3 separate regions of the Zea mays genome follow, and regions 1 and 2 are each linked to region 3. A link is a contact called in public Hi-C data. All regions are on one chromosome and are shown on one strand. Each heading gives the region's core, a stretch centred on a gene start, on an enhancer-like site or on the middle of the called end of the contact. The rest is flanking DNA. Distances are from core to core; before and after follow the strand shown. Region 1 holds the start of LOC100216827. Region 2 holds the start of LOC118472175. Region 3 holds the start of LOC100286118 (protein transport protein Sec61 beta subunit).

Region 1 (4,083 bases), core at 770-3,269, 580 kb after region 3:
CTCCCACCTTTGGTGAGTTCATGTTACATTATTCCCCACAACTTGTTGAGCGATGATCATGTGTGAGCTCACCCTTGCTGTCTCACACCCCCCCCACAGGAGAAGAGCAGGTGGTTCAAGAGGAGCCACAAGGCGAGGAGTATGATCTGATCTAGGTGGCGTTTCCCAGTCGACATTGGCGCCGTCGATCCTTAGTTCGCTTTATGGTTATACTTTTATTTTGTAATAAGTCTTCCGCTATGTAATAATTACTCTGATGTTTAATGATATTTATCTCTATACACTCTGTTATTATATATGTTGTCTTCTTGGCGCATGTATGAGATGCACCTGGCTTTGTTCCTTAAAGCCGGGTGTGACACTCTTAAATCTTTTCCCCTTTCTCACGCAGCGAGGCAGCTAGATCTAGCGCACGTGACACAAGCTTCTTCTCCGCCGTCAGACCACCGGCCGTCCTATATACCACGCTACCGGACCACTGCTCCCACACAGGTCGCGCCGAACGGCCTTGTCCTCCGCCCTCGACATGATCTACTCTCGATCGCGTCGTTAGACAGGTTCGACAGGAATAGATCTACCAAAACTAGATTCAAAATCGAATTACTCCCTAAGTATTAGAAACTATAGTAGACCAAGCTATTTTTTACTTTCAATAACTATTTAGCAGCTTGCTAAACATAAGTTTAGTGAGTGTTTTTAGAGAACTATTGGATGCTCTGGTGAAATGTTTTATTTGTTGGGCCTACGTTTGATCCCGTGGCCCGACAAATAAAATAACATACTCTACTAGTGCACTAGCAGTGGATCCTTTATTATATGTTACTACTGCTACATCATAGTACTTCCTCAGTAAATCTAATCAAATTTATATAGTAAATTACTACCTATAATACTAGGTAGATATCATAATGTTTTTATTAAGTATATGAAAAGTTCTAGATACTTTGACTTTTTTTAATAAGTCGGAATATCTCGTTATTTGGAACGGAGGGAGTACTGTACGTATGTCCTGTGTGGCCGTCGTGCATGCCATGACGTCGAGGGAAGGGACGACGAAGACTTTTTTTTTGTTTTCCGCTGGCTGTACTTGTTGGCTTAATAAATAATAAATTAATCTTGGCCGTGTGTTGGCGCCACTAGCCGAATGACCGGGCAACGGTGAGACGCGTGCCAGCCACGCAGGGGAAGGGAAGGGATCCATTCGGTCTCGAGGTCTAGTCATCAGCCGTGTGTGCCCGCGTACACCAGGCTCCATCGTGCCTGCTGGATGGTGGTGGATGGGCGTCCGGTCGTCGGTCGTCGGTCGGAGCTGGCCTGGTCACCGACGGGTGAGGCGAGAGCGGGACGGTGACGCAGCCATTGGTCTCACCGCACGCAACGCAACTGGTCGTGGTCGCGCCTCCACCGGCTACGCCTGCGCCCGCGCCCGCCAGTGCGCCGTGCCCGTCAGAGCGCTGCGTCGCATTTACCCTGCGCCACCGACGACGTGCGACCGACACCACCACGCTTGGCTTGCAAAATCGCTTCGCTGTTGGTCGCCCGTCGCCGCGACGACGGTGCCGCCGACGGATGGGGGCAGCGGAGCAGAGCAGAGCAGAGCAGAGCAGAGCAGGCGTCGCTTCGCTTCTACGCCAGCCAACTCCAAGCATCCGCCCGAATCGGATCCCATCCCACGCATATTCTTCCTGCGCGGAGGCAGCAATTAATTATTATCACTCGTTTTCTTACAAAAACAAAAAAAAGAAAAGAAAACGCACCGACACCCTCACCAGTCGATCGGTAGTGTGCGCCACGTGGAGGCGTATTGGCGAAGAAGGCGCGCGTCTCCGCCGGCTGGCCCCCACCCTGACGGCCTGACCCTGTGAGTAGAAATCGCAGAAACACCCTTCCGGCTTCCGACTCTCCTCGCATCCTCCCCCTGTCCCTGCGTGCGTAGTGCGTCTCCGGCTCCGCGCACGTCGCAGGGGTACGCATGCAATTACACCGGGTGGTGGGGGCTTCTTCCACCTCTGGCTGGTAAGTACTACTACCTGAGCAACGCACCCACAGGCTACAGGAGCTACTAGGTAGACCGTGTCCCCGTAGACATGAAACGGAAGCGTGGCTAGAGCTAGAGACGCGGAAAAGACGAGAGGAGGGGCCCACTGAACCCACACAGCGCGAGGAAGCGGGAAGGACGACCGTGTTCCCGATTCCCGTTCCACCATGCCACCGTGACACCGTCTCTCTCTCTCTGTCGGTCCTCCGCTCCGCCGCTTTAAAACCAAAGCCGAACCACTGCTCCGCCCACTCCATCCCGGCTCCGTCGTCGCGTGCCATCCTAGGGTTTCTTTCCCCGTCGGCGCCTCCCCAGATTTGGCCGCCGCCGCCGCTGACCCAGGTGCGTTACCACATCTTCGTCCCCCTCCTCCTTCTTCTCCAGCCCGGTTCCTCGCCGCCCCGCCCCCAGGCCCCAGGCAGCTTGCTGCGTGCTAGATCGATGCCCCCGTATCGTTCCGCTTCGACTCTCCGATTACCTGACCGCTCCCGCTCTATGTGGTGTGCTGTGGTGTGGCGTGGTAGGGATAGGATGCGCAGCCCGCGCGCGCGCCGTTGCTCCCGGTTGCTGCCCGTTCTTCGTTTTCGTTCTCTCCACCAGCCGCGGAGCGACTTTCACTTGATTTTCGCTCCAAATGGCCGATCTCACGCTCCCCTCCGGACCTTGTTACGTCTCCAGCGATTTCGAAAGCGATTCTTCTGTCCAAACTCAAACGAAACAAGCTTGCTGGTGGATCTCTCGCCATAACTTTTTTTTCCTTTTAGAAAAAAAAACTGAACAAACAAAAGTAATTTAGATCGCGTGCGTGTGCAGCAACGGCGGCGCTCACTTCTCCGATTAACCTTGCCGCGTCCCGACGCCACGTCAACAAATACGCGGGCGCGATTCAAATCCCGACTGACGCCTGCCTGCCTGGCATGGTTTGGCCTGCCCTGCCCTGCCACCAATTCCCCTCCCTGCATTCGTACAATAATAATGAGCGTATTTTAGTCCATCCCGTTGATTTGGTCGAGTATTTATTGGCTGCCACATTTTTCCACCCACGCCGTGTATGGAACTCCACGGATCCGTATCTCAACTTGGCCACCCTCCAACAGGCGCCGTGTTCGTTACACGGCTAGTCCTCTGCAACGAACACCATTAGTCCTCTGCAATGAACACCATTATTCCATGGAAACTTGCCTCACGAAAAATCTCTCTATACACTTGCATTATCCATAGACTGAGCACACGACGCGCGCTGCGCGCTACTTCACATCCCACTACTCCTCCAGGTTATTGCATCATGCGTAATAACTATGTTTTAATATGCTGCCGTGCCATACGTAACGTTGCAGGTGCTGCATCAATGTTTACCATACGTTATTTTTTTTGCGTGCGTGTGTCTGTTGTCTGTTTATGTGCCTTTATTGTATAGTTATTAGGGATGATATCTAGTACACATATAGAATCCTAGTCTTCAAAGTTAGATCTAATGTATTTTTTTTAAAAAAAATCCCCTTCCATCCCTGGTTGGTTTGTTTTGTAGGGAACTCCTGATACTGTGCACCGTTAGATCTGATTTTAAAGGCTGCGATTATATTCGTGCACATGTGCATCAGCCTAACAATGTTGAATTCGTTTGAGATATTTTTTTATGACAAAGGAACACATATCAACTCTTCCTAGTGTAATTGCTGGTGGACCATGTCTTCGGTATGGACCGTGTTACCACACGTGGTCAATGTTGGACTCTGTCATGAGTGTTACAATGTGTGTTCTTCCTTCTCCTCGAAGACCAATTCAAATCAACTTAACCGGAGAACTTGTATTGTAATCCTTGGCAGGTTGTCTTGATGGCGCCCGCTGTAGAAGCCGTGAAGGAGACAGGCACCTTCCAGAAGGTTCCTGCCTTGAACGAAAGGATACTGTCATCCATGTCCAGGAGGTCTGTTGCTGCACACCCTTGGCATGATCTGGAGATAGGTATTGTACACGCTCTAGCTTGACAAATGGTCAGCCGTTGATCTCTGCTATTTGCAACCAGAGCTTAAGTTCATCTTGGA
Region 2 (4,206 bases), core at 1,139-3,638, 740 kb after region 3:
GCTCGGCTAGTATACCAGTTTTACACTCTGCAGAGGTGGTACCCTTTACCCACAAGTCGTGTATTCCATGTCGCCAGGGTTAGCTAGACCCTTAGACACTACCGAGGTGAATGGCTAGGGATCCACTACGAGGCCTTTACAAAGTTCCACTAACTTTCGAAAACCCGCTACAGTTTATGGGAAGAGCACTTGCAAGAATCCCTCGTCTGACCGCCATCGCAGCAAAATCAACTCGAGAACCTCCCTGCATGCAACTCCCCTACTGCCCTTGCCCCTTTCGGGTAAGGTAGTCTTCCACTAGCTTTCCTAATTAGTCAGCCAAGGACGTCCCATTCCACCCTTGTGGTGGCACATGTTTCTCAAGTTAAGCTCCATGTTCCAATTAAAGATAATGATGATCTTGACATGAACATAAATAAAATAACAGAATAATTGGAACATGGATACAATGAAATATTAACCCAAAACCATATAAAGCAATAACAAAACTACCCAAGTGATTCAGGGGTAAACAAGATAAAAGATAATCAGACTAGGGTGACCTATTGGGTCCCATCAAAATTAAACCTATGTATGAATAAGTGATATTAAAGAACATTATTGGGTAAATGGAAGTGATCAAGGGCACAACTTGCATGGGATTTGAGATTCCAGGTACCGGGATGATCCTCAGATTCTCGTGACCTCACTGCTAGTCGTACCAATACAAACAAACATGGTATAGGAAAAATTAACATCACATCAAACATAAGTACAAACTGAATAATAATAATCTACGAGCTATTATGAAATCGTGGGCTCGAGAACCGCTAAAATCGGAATTACGATTAAGGAGTTATGGTTTATAGAAGATCTATGTGATTTAACTATTAAACTATATGATAAATTGATTAGAGTAAACCATACTAGAAAATATTCTATAAATAATTAAATTAACATTAGTTTTAATTATAACCTGAATAGAGATCATATTTTAATCAAATTAAAATTACGGACATGTTAGATTTGATTTAGAAGAGTTATTCTAGTAGATATAGGTTAAATAATATCTAACTATAAATTATGCAACTTGGTATGAATATTACTGTTACAGTGTAGTAAATATTTATATGAATCTAACATAACTTGAACGGACCAAATCAGAGTTAAAATAAATTAGTTATGATTTTCCGAAGTTTTATGTGGTAGATACAAAACAAATCAAGGGCATATTATTTAACTATATGTTTCATACTAAAATAAGGTTACTAGATAATAAATAATATTATCATGAATTTATTGCAACTGAAATAAATTAATTTGGAGCTAAAATAAATTAAATATGAATTATGCAAATTCTGGATTTATTTTAACATAAGAAAAGCATTTTCTACTTTAAATTCTCTAGTTTCTATTTACCTCAGACTGCGCGCATAAATAACCAAAAGCTCAAGGGCTACTCCGCAAAAGTTCCCAGATTCAGAACGCCATGCGCTGGACGGCGGGTTAAATACGAAAAAGCACAGGGGTTCTTTAAGAGAAGTACCCAGCCGAAGGGGTATTCTTTGTTACGAGCCACCTAGATTAGATCCAACGGCCCAAAACCCACGATGACTAGATCCGATCTCGGCCGCACACCCGCGATCCAATGACTCAAATGCAACCGGTGAAAGGGTATTCCTCGATCTAATCTCAACCGCTTAGTCGTGATCTACTGGCTAAGATCCGACGGTCATATTTAATCCGAGCGAAGGGGTAGTCCCAAACTGATCTGGACCACCCCTGCCAAGATGGATGGTTCTGATTCTCTCTTCTTCCTCACCTTCTCTCTCTACCGACTAGTGACATGCCATGAGCTTTAGGCGGCGCCATAGCCGGTGCCCCCACTCGCCCGATATCCAGTGACCCGGCGCACCCGAAACCACATGATACTAAAAGATGACAAACTCGCAAACTCAAGTACGGACAACATACCGTGACCGGGGCAGTGACGAGCTAAGCCGTTGCAGCAGAACGCCACCACAGACTGTTGTCGCTGCAACAAGAGTGGATCGTGAAGGAGGCAGGTAAGAACGCCTAGACGTCGGCGTGCTTGAGGATGGAGGTGGAGGGCCATGCCGCGTCGATGAGGCGGGCGGCAGCCGAACCTGGTTGGAGCATTAATCGAGTAGTATGTCACTGCTTCGGTTGACGGGTTCCAGATGGACATGGAGACACACGAGGGAGGGAGCACGATCGGAGAGCTAGAGACTGAGTAGAAGAGCATGGCAGAAGACGACGCGTCCATGGTGGCGGAGCAGCGGTGGAAGGAGTTTTGACATGGAAGGAGGCTCGTCCATGGAGGGAGTTCCCCTCAACCGCCAATGAAGAGGAGCAAGGGCACTGGATGCCGAGCGCAATGGGTGGCCAGAAGGAGAGGAGGTCGTGCGCCTGGATTTATATGGCCCAGAGTCCCAAGGATCCGCAATCATCGGGTATGGCTGGCCATTGCAACGGCCCGACGATCATGGTGTGATTAGTTGAGATTGGGCTGAGCCAAGCGAACGGGGGAAGGGGAAAGCACCTTACAGGATGGTCCCACACGTAGTCACCACACACATGAGCCCATGCGGTAGGAATGGCTAGCGAGTGGGCCACGTGGATGAGGGAAAGTGGAGATGGGCTGGGAAAAAATGGCCCGGCCAGGGAAGAAAGGGGCCCAGGCACAATTTTCCTTATTATTTTCCTTTTCTTTTTATTTTGCATTTCTATTCAATTTCAAATTCAAAACTGGGTTTGAATTTAAACTTGATGCAAAACAAAAGAAATCCAGCATGCACAATATAATTTATGATATTTATTTATTTACCATCTCTTTTTATGCAAATGTTTTCTTAATGTGTATCCACAAAACATGTATTTTAGGAAAGATAATTCTGGTGTATAAGATCTTTAAGAGAAAAAATTTAGAAATATATTATCTTGCCAAAGGGATAAATAAATTATTTTTAGATTTTTTTGAGATTTACTTTATGAAGGAAGGAAATTATTATTGGCGGACAATTTTATTATTATTATTATTTTCCTGAGTTTTTTATAAACATTAATTTTAAACGTCTCGCCTAGATTTGAGTCATCAAAATTTAATACTCATTTAAATAAATGCTTATAGAGTATCATTAATGAAATGAATAATCATTTAATTGAACAGAAAACCTTTCTATTACTTCTTTTCTAAGTTAATTCTTGATTTTAAAATTCAGTCTTCAAAATTCAAAACTCAGTTATAATTTGAGATATCTCACTTTAATTTTTATTTATTTATTTTTATACAAATTTTGGGCTTTACACTAACCAGTGTGCATTTTGAGAAATATAGGACTTGTAGTGCATGTCAAGCAAAAAAAGCAAGCTGGGAGACATCATCCACACAAGAACATCATGATGACAGAGAGACCACTAGAGCTCCTTCACATGGATTTATTCGACCCAATTGCTTACATAAGCATCGACGAGGAAAAAGTATGGTTTAGTTATTGAGGATGATTATCCTCGCTTCACTTGGGTGTTCTTTTTAAAGGATAAATCTAAAACCAAAGGGACTTTGAAGGGATTCTTGAGAAGAGCTCAAAATGAGTTTGGCTTAAGAATTAAGAAGATTCGAAGTGATAACAAAATGGAGTTCAAGAATGCTCAAATTGAAAAAAATTTCTTGAAGAGAAGGGAATTAAGCATGAGTTCTCTTCTCCCTACACACCACAACAAAATGGTGTTGTAAAGAGGAAGAATCGAACTCTAATGGATATGGCAAGAACCATGCTTGAAGATTATAAGAGTTCAGATCGATTTTGGGTGGAGACTGTCAACACGACTTGCTACACCATCAACCAGTTATATCTCCACCAAATCCTCACAAAAACATCCTATAAACTCCTTACCGGCAAAAAACCCAATGTTTCATATTTTAGAGTCTTCGGGGGTAAATGGTTTATTCTTATTAAAGAGGTAGAAATTCTAGATTTTATCCTAAAGTAGTAGAAGGCTTTTTACTTGGTTATGACTCAAACACAAGGGCATATAGAGTCTTTAATAAATCCACCAGATGAGTTGAAGTTTCTTATGACGTTGTGTTTGATGAGACTAACGACTCTCAAGTTGTACCGTGCTAAGGAACATGTCCATTAGGGATGTGTGCCCACAAGAACCACAAGAGTCAACTCAAGCACAAGATCAACCATCTTCATCCAC
Region 3 (4,624 bases), core at 1,328-3,827:
GGAGAGCTTTTTTGCCGAGTGCTGGTATAGAAGACACTCGACAAAGAGTGAGCCTTTACCGAGTGTTACGTCGACACTGGACAAGGGCTTCGTCACTTGGCACCGTGACGGCGACTTTTCTTCATCGAAAATCAAGTGATACTCGGCAAAGTCTTTGCCGAATATCCGACAAAAAATACTTGGTAAAGAAGCCATTGCCGATATACAGTTTACCAAGACTTCTTTGCGGACTTCGCCGAGTATTTTAGGCTTTTTGCCGTCTGTGTCCGGTAGTGTAGCTGACGGCATTCTCAGCAATACAGATATAATGTCGACATGGTGAATATCATATATTTGAATATATATTGTAGACCTACTTTGCATTTGAAGCGTTGTCCACGTACTGAAAGCTCAACACCGTTAAACCCTGAAAATATTTGCTCCCACGATGAGTCGTCAGATTCAGAACGTAAGACGATGCTGCTAATAAGCCACTCTATATATATGCGCTCATTCTTGTAAAGTACTACACAGCTAGGCTATATATATGCCCTTTCGCTCTTGATTAAAGGCCGATTTATTTAACCATCCATCGCGGTGAAATGGTAGAAAACGCTATATTTATCTTTCATTACGCTTTGGTGAGGTAAGATGAGCACATGTATAGTCGTTGACAGATGCATGCAATAAGCACCCCTAGTAATAGACAACAGTATTGTGGGCTCAGCAGAGAGCTCTCAGCTTTTGTCAAACAAACTTGCACTAGCTAGTAGAAAAAGAGATTCCTCTCCCTCATGTATGCATGCATGTATCTGTGTCATCTCCGACTAAGCTATTATTACTAATGCTGCTGCTACACAACGAATCTTGAGGCCTGCCTGGGATATAATAATTAGCTTAGACGCATGGTGGTGATCATGTGTGTGCTATATCACCTGCCTCTTGCTAGAGATTAAACAACAGCTAGGGAAGCAAAGTTCCAGTGCAACTCTGCTTGCAGGCGTTGAAGTATGCATGTAATTAGAGTAGTCGTAGTAGTGTCATGTATGTACGTGGAGAACTGCAGCTGTTGTATCTTCTTTACTAATTTAATTTGCTTTATTTGCCAGATCAACACACTCTCGTCAGCAAGCAGCACAGCATGCATCTGTTTAATAATCCATGCGTGCTGCGTTTCTCAGTTCTTGGTTGCTACTTGCTAGCTGAAGCCATCACGCTGCATCCACTGCTACAATGCAAGTGCACTGTAGCATCCACAGTGAACAGCATACTAATATAAAGACTCAATGTAAATCAAACTAGCAACAGTTTGATTTATTTCCATACAACGAGTTGGAAGGAAAAAAAACCATTTCAATAAAGACTCAATGTACAACACAATAATTAGTAAAGTGAAATTCTAAATAAGAGATATCTAGAGACAGTAGTTTGATCTCCACAAGAGTTTGGTGGGTAAAACTACCTGGATAAATAGACCGTGTAAATTATAATTATTAAACGGCTATATTAAAATCTATGAGTTAAAAAAATGACTAGTCTAATTTCTACATGTTGGAGAATGGAAGCTCAGAACAAAGTACTATAATGTGCCACAAGTTGCATTCTACAAGCTAGGAGCTGGTATGTGGTAGATAGCTTGCTTTGTGTAGTTCAATCTGATCAGCTGACATTATGTGTATGCAATGATCAACTTGCGTATAGGCTCATGTAATCGTACTATCTATTGTTTTTGTGGCAGTTAGAAGCAGCTGTTCAGCAAACTGGAAATGGTGGATTTGGTCCTTAGTGGAATGCAACTTTATATGGATAATTATATATTCTAACCGGCTGATTTAACATTTTATTTAGAGTCTGTTTGGTTCCTTTAGTCTAGAGACTAAAGTTTAGTTAGAGGACTAAAGTTTAGTCCATATCTGTTTGGTTGTATAAACTAAAAGTATTCATAACACATGAAATGAATCATAGGAAGACCAAAATACCTTTACCATTCTCCCGCAATTAGTGAAGTTGAAATAAATGATGAGCAAAAAGTGGAATTAATATGATTTAGTCTCTTTTAGTCATTCCTTGAGGGACTAGAGACTAAAGCAGTTTAGTCCCTATTTTACTCACACCATTTAGTAATTTAGAGACTAAATGAGACTAAAATGAATGGACTAATCTTTAGTCACTCAAATCAAACGGACCTTAGGCCCCCAATGTATCAAATGGGCTAGGATTATATTGTTCTGTATGGGGCTAGGCTCAAAAATTTTGAACAATGTGCAAGCATAGCTCCAAATCTAATAAAGACAATCTGAAAGCCCAACACGTTTTTGGGCCGAGCAGGTATTTTTCTCCATTTGTTATGAAATGAAATGGCCAGCTATAGCCCAGAGTCCGGAAAGGAGGATAAACCGGCAAAGCATAGTCGCAGGTTGACAGCCGATTTGTGACTCGTGGGCTGTGTCTTGCTATTTACAAGTATGTGGGCCAACACATGTCTTCAGGTTAGGTAAGGCCCAACAAGCAGCAGTCGCACGGCAATAGGCCAATAGCCTGCCCACCCACGAGCTTTATCCCTCCTTGGCTCCTTCCCGACTCGGCGCCTCGTTCCGACAACGACGAAGCAGCTGGGGGACTTGTTGAGCAGCGAGCGGTACAGATCCCGATCCTGAATCCTCCGAGCGAGTTCTTCCGTCCTCCTCGCAGTCAGCCATGGCCCGCTCCTCCTCGCAGTCGCAGTCCTCCGTCGGTGGCGGCGGCGGCGGCGGCGGCGCGCGACCGGCCACCGTCGGCCCGCGCGGCACGGCCGCGGCGGCCGCCGGGATGCGCCGCCGCCGCGCCACCTCTAGCGCCGGGGGAGGCGGCTTCTCCGGGGCCGGCGGGAGCAACATGCTCCGCTTCTACACCGACGAGGCGCCGGGCCTCCGCCTCTCGCCCACCATGGTGCTCGTCATGTCGCTCTGCTTCATCGGCTTCGTCACCGCCCTCCACATCTTCGGCAAGCTCTACCGCTCCCGCACGGCCGCGGCCTCCGCGTGATCCGATCCGGTCCGGTCCCACCGCTCTTGTGGATCCACACAACGGATCAGACTACCAGATCAGACGGTGACTTTTTTTTGGGTGATGAATTATGTATGGGGAGAAGCCCAGCTTGTTATGTTGCCTAGCTTTTGCTTGATCCTTACTTTCTCAACTTAGATCTCAGCTAGATCTGCAGATGGAAACCGTACATGTCATCTTAATGGGGGCCCTTTCTGTTATTTTCTTCCCTTCCCTTACCCTAAGAATTATTACTGTTTGATGCAAGGAATAATTATGTCTAGTTTTTTCTTGTAATTCTGCTTGTGAGATCACCAGTTACACGTGCATCTTCCTAACTTAGATGTGCTCCATTAATTACTTTCTGCACTTGCTTGGTATTGTTACCTAACTGGGAGTTCGATTGTTTGTCTGCCTGTACTCCTAATTAGGCCACGGAGATCTCGCTTCACCTATCACACTTAGCTGCTACTAGCCTTCAACCGCCATAATTCTATATCATGCCGTGTGCTCCTATAATTTGTCAGTGTTTTTCTTTTACAGCAAGCTTTTCTTCTGAAATTATAGCTTGGCTGTTGTCTATGGTTCATTGGTTTGTAACTTGCTTGGTAGTATCAGGGAGAATATGTGTATCAAGATGTTATTTTGAGGGCTTGTTTGGTAGCAAGGGATTTTATGCCCCCTCAATCCATTCCAATCCGCATGCAACAACACAAGCCCTGAGTGATTCTCTGACAAGGAACATATGTTATTATAAAGTTGTACAGGTAGTTGTATTCAACATGATGTTAGTGCGAGCAGGATTATATTCAGGATTTATTTGGAAATGTAGTTCTGAGGTCCGAATCAATCCCTTGGTGTTGGTTGATTTGTAAACCTACAAGTTAGACTTAACATGCATCTGACAGCTCTAGGCATTCCTTATTGCATTGGGCATGGGCTGATTGCTGGTATGAGCTGATCTTTGGAAGGTTTAAGCACAGTGGGCATGGGTATGAACTGATTGGCCAAGGGTTCACACTGTTTTTCATGATAACAGTAACACTGTCCACCGTAGCTAATATTTGCATCATCAAATGACTTAACTGTTTCTAGCTGTTGATTGAATTTGTAATGGTGGATTTAAACTTAACGCTACAAGTAATATTGATGGTGTGTGTGTGTCTCCCATTGTGGGAAAAACCCTTTGAGTATCAACCTTTGACAGAACAAATGATGAATGGATAATGATCTATTCGGTCTACACTTGATCTGAAATGCTGATTGCTTGACATCTTGATGTCCTTGTTAGTGGTGTTATATGCTTCACCCATGATCGTATTGAGTACAATTGTGATGTTGAACAATAGTGGCCCTTTAGCTAGAGTCAGAGGCTGATCTGTGAAGTACTGAAGTGGCGAGTGAAGTCTGTTTGTTGACGCTTCTGTGCTGCTGTATATCAGTAAAATAAACACTGAGGGTAGTTCTTGCCTAGTTGCCTGGACCATTGTGAAGAAAGAAGAGGTGGTCCAAATTTGTGTGCTCTGGAGATGTTTGATGATTAGTGGGTCACTGCTTTGGTTGCTTGAGCTTGGTCATATTTATATTCGAATTCTCTCCATCTGGTACGTGACAAGTCATC

The links. A called contact is a pair of places that touch in the nucleus more often than the background predicts.
Region 1: a Hi-C map of ear shows a contact between it and region 3, with 2.9 times the contacts expected there. The contact joins the promoter of LOC100216827 here to the promoter of LOC100286118 in region 3. A contact is called at or near these places in 3 of 25 Hi-C or Micro-C datasets (bundle sheath, ear and endosperm).
Region 2: a contact with region 3 is called in a Hi-C map of ear, with 2.4 times the contacts expected there. The contact joins the promoter of LOC118472175 here to the promoter of LOC100286118 in region 3. A contact is called at or near these places in 2 of 25 Hi-C or Micro-C datasets (ear and endosperm).

Annotation. Positions count from the first base shown.
Region 1 is chr6:43,540,904-43,544,986 of Zm-B73-REFERENCE-NAM-5.0, forward strand. It overlaps LOC100216827, which reads left to right and starts at 2,020. Exons shown (of 8, transcript NM_001143222.1): 1 at 2,020-2,380; 2 at 3,865-4,003. The coding sequence starts at 3,874.
Region 2 is chr6:43,706,112-43,710,317 of Zm-B73-REFERENCE-NAM-5.0, forward strand. LOC118472175 reads right to left here and starts at 2,389. Exons shown (of 2, transcript XM_035959908.1): 1 at 1,954-2,389. The coding sequence starts at 2,266.
Region 3 is chr6:42,961,350-42,965,973 of Zm-B73-REFERENCE-NAM-5.0, forward strand. It overlaps LOC100286118 (protein transport protein Sec61 beta subunit), which reads left to right and starts at 2,578. Exons shown (of 1, transcript NM_001398709.1): 1 at 2,578-3,354. The coding sequence starts at 2,677. The coding sequence ends at 3,003.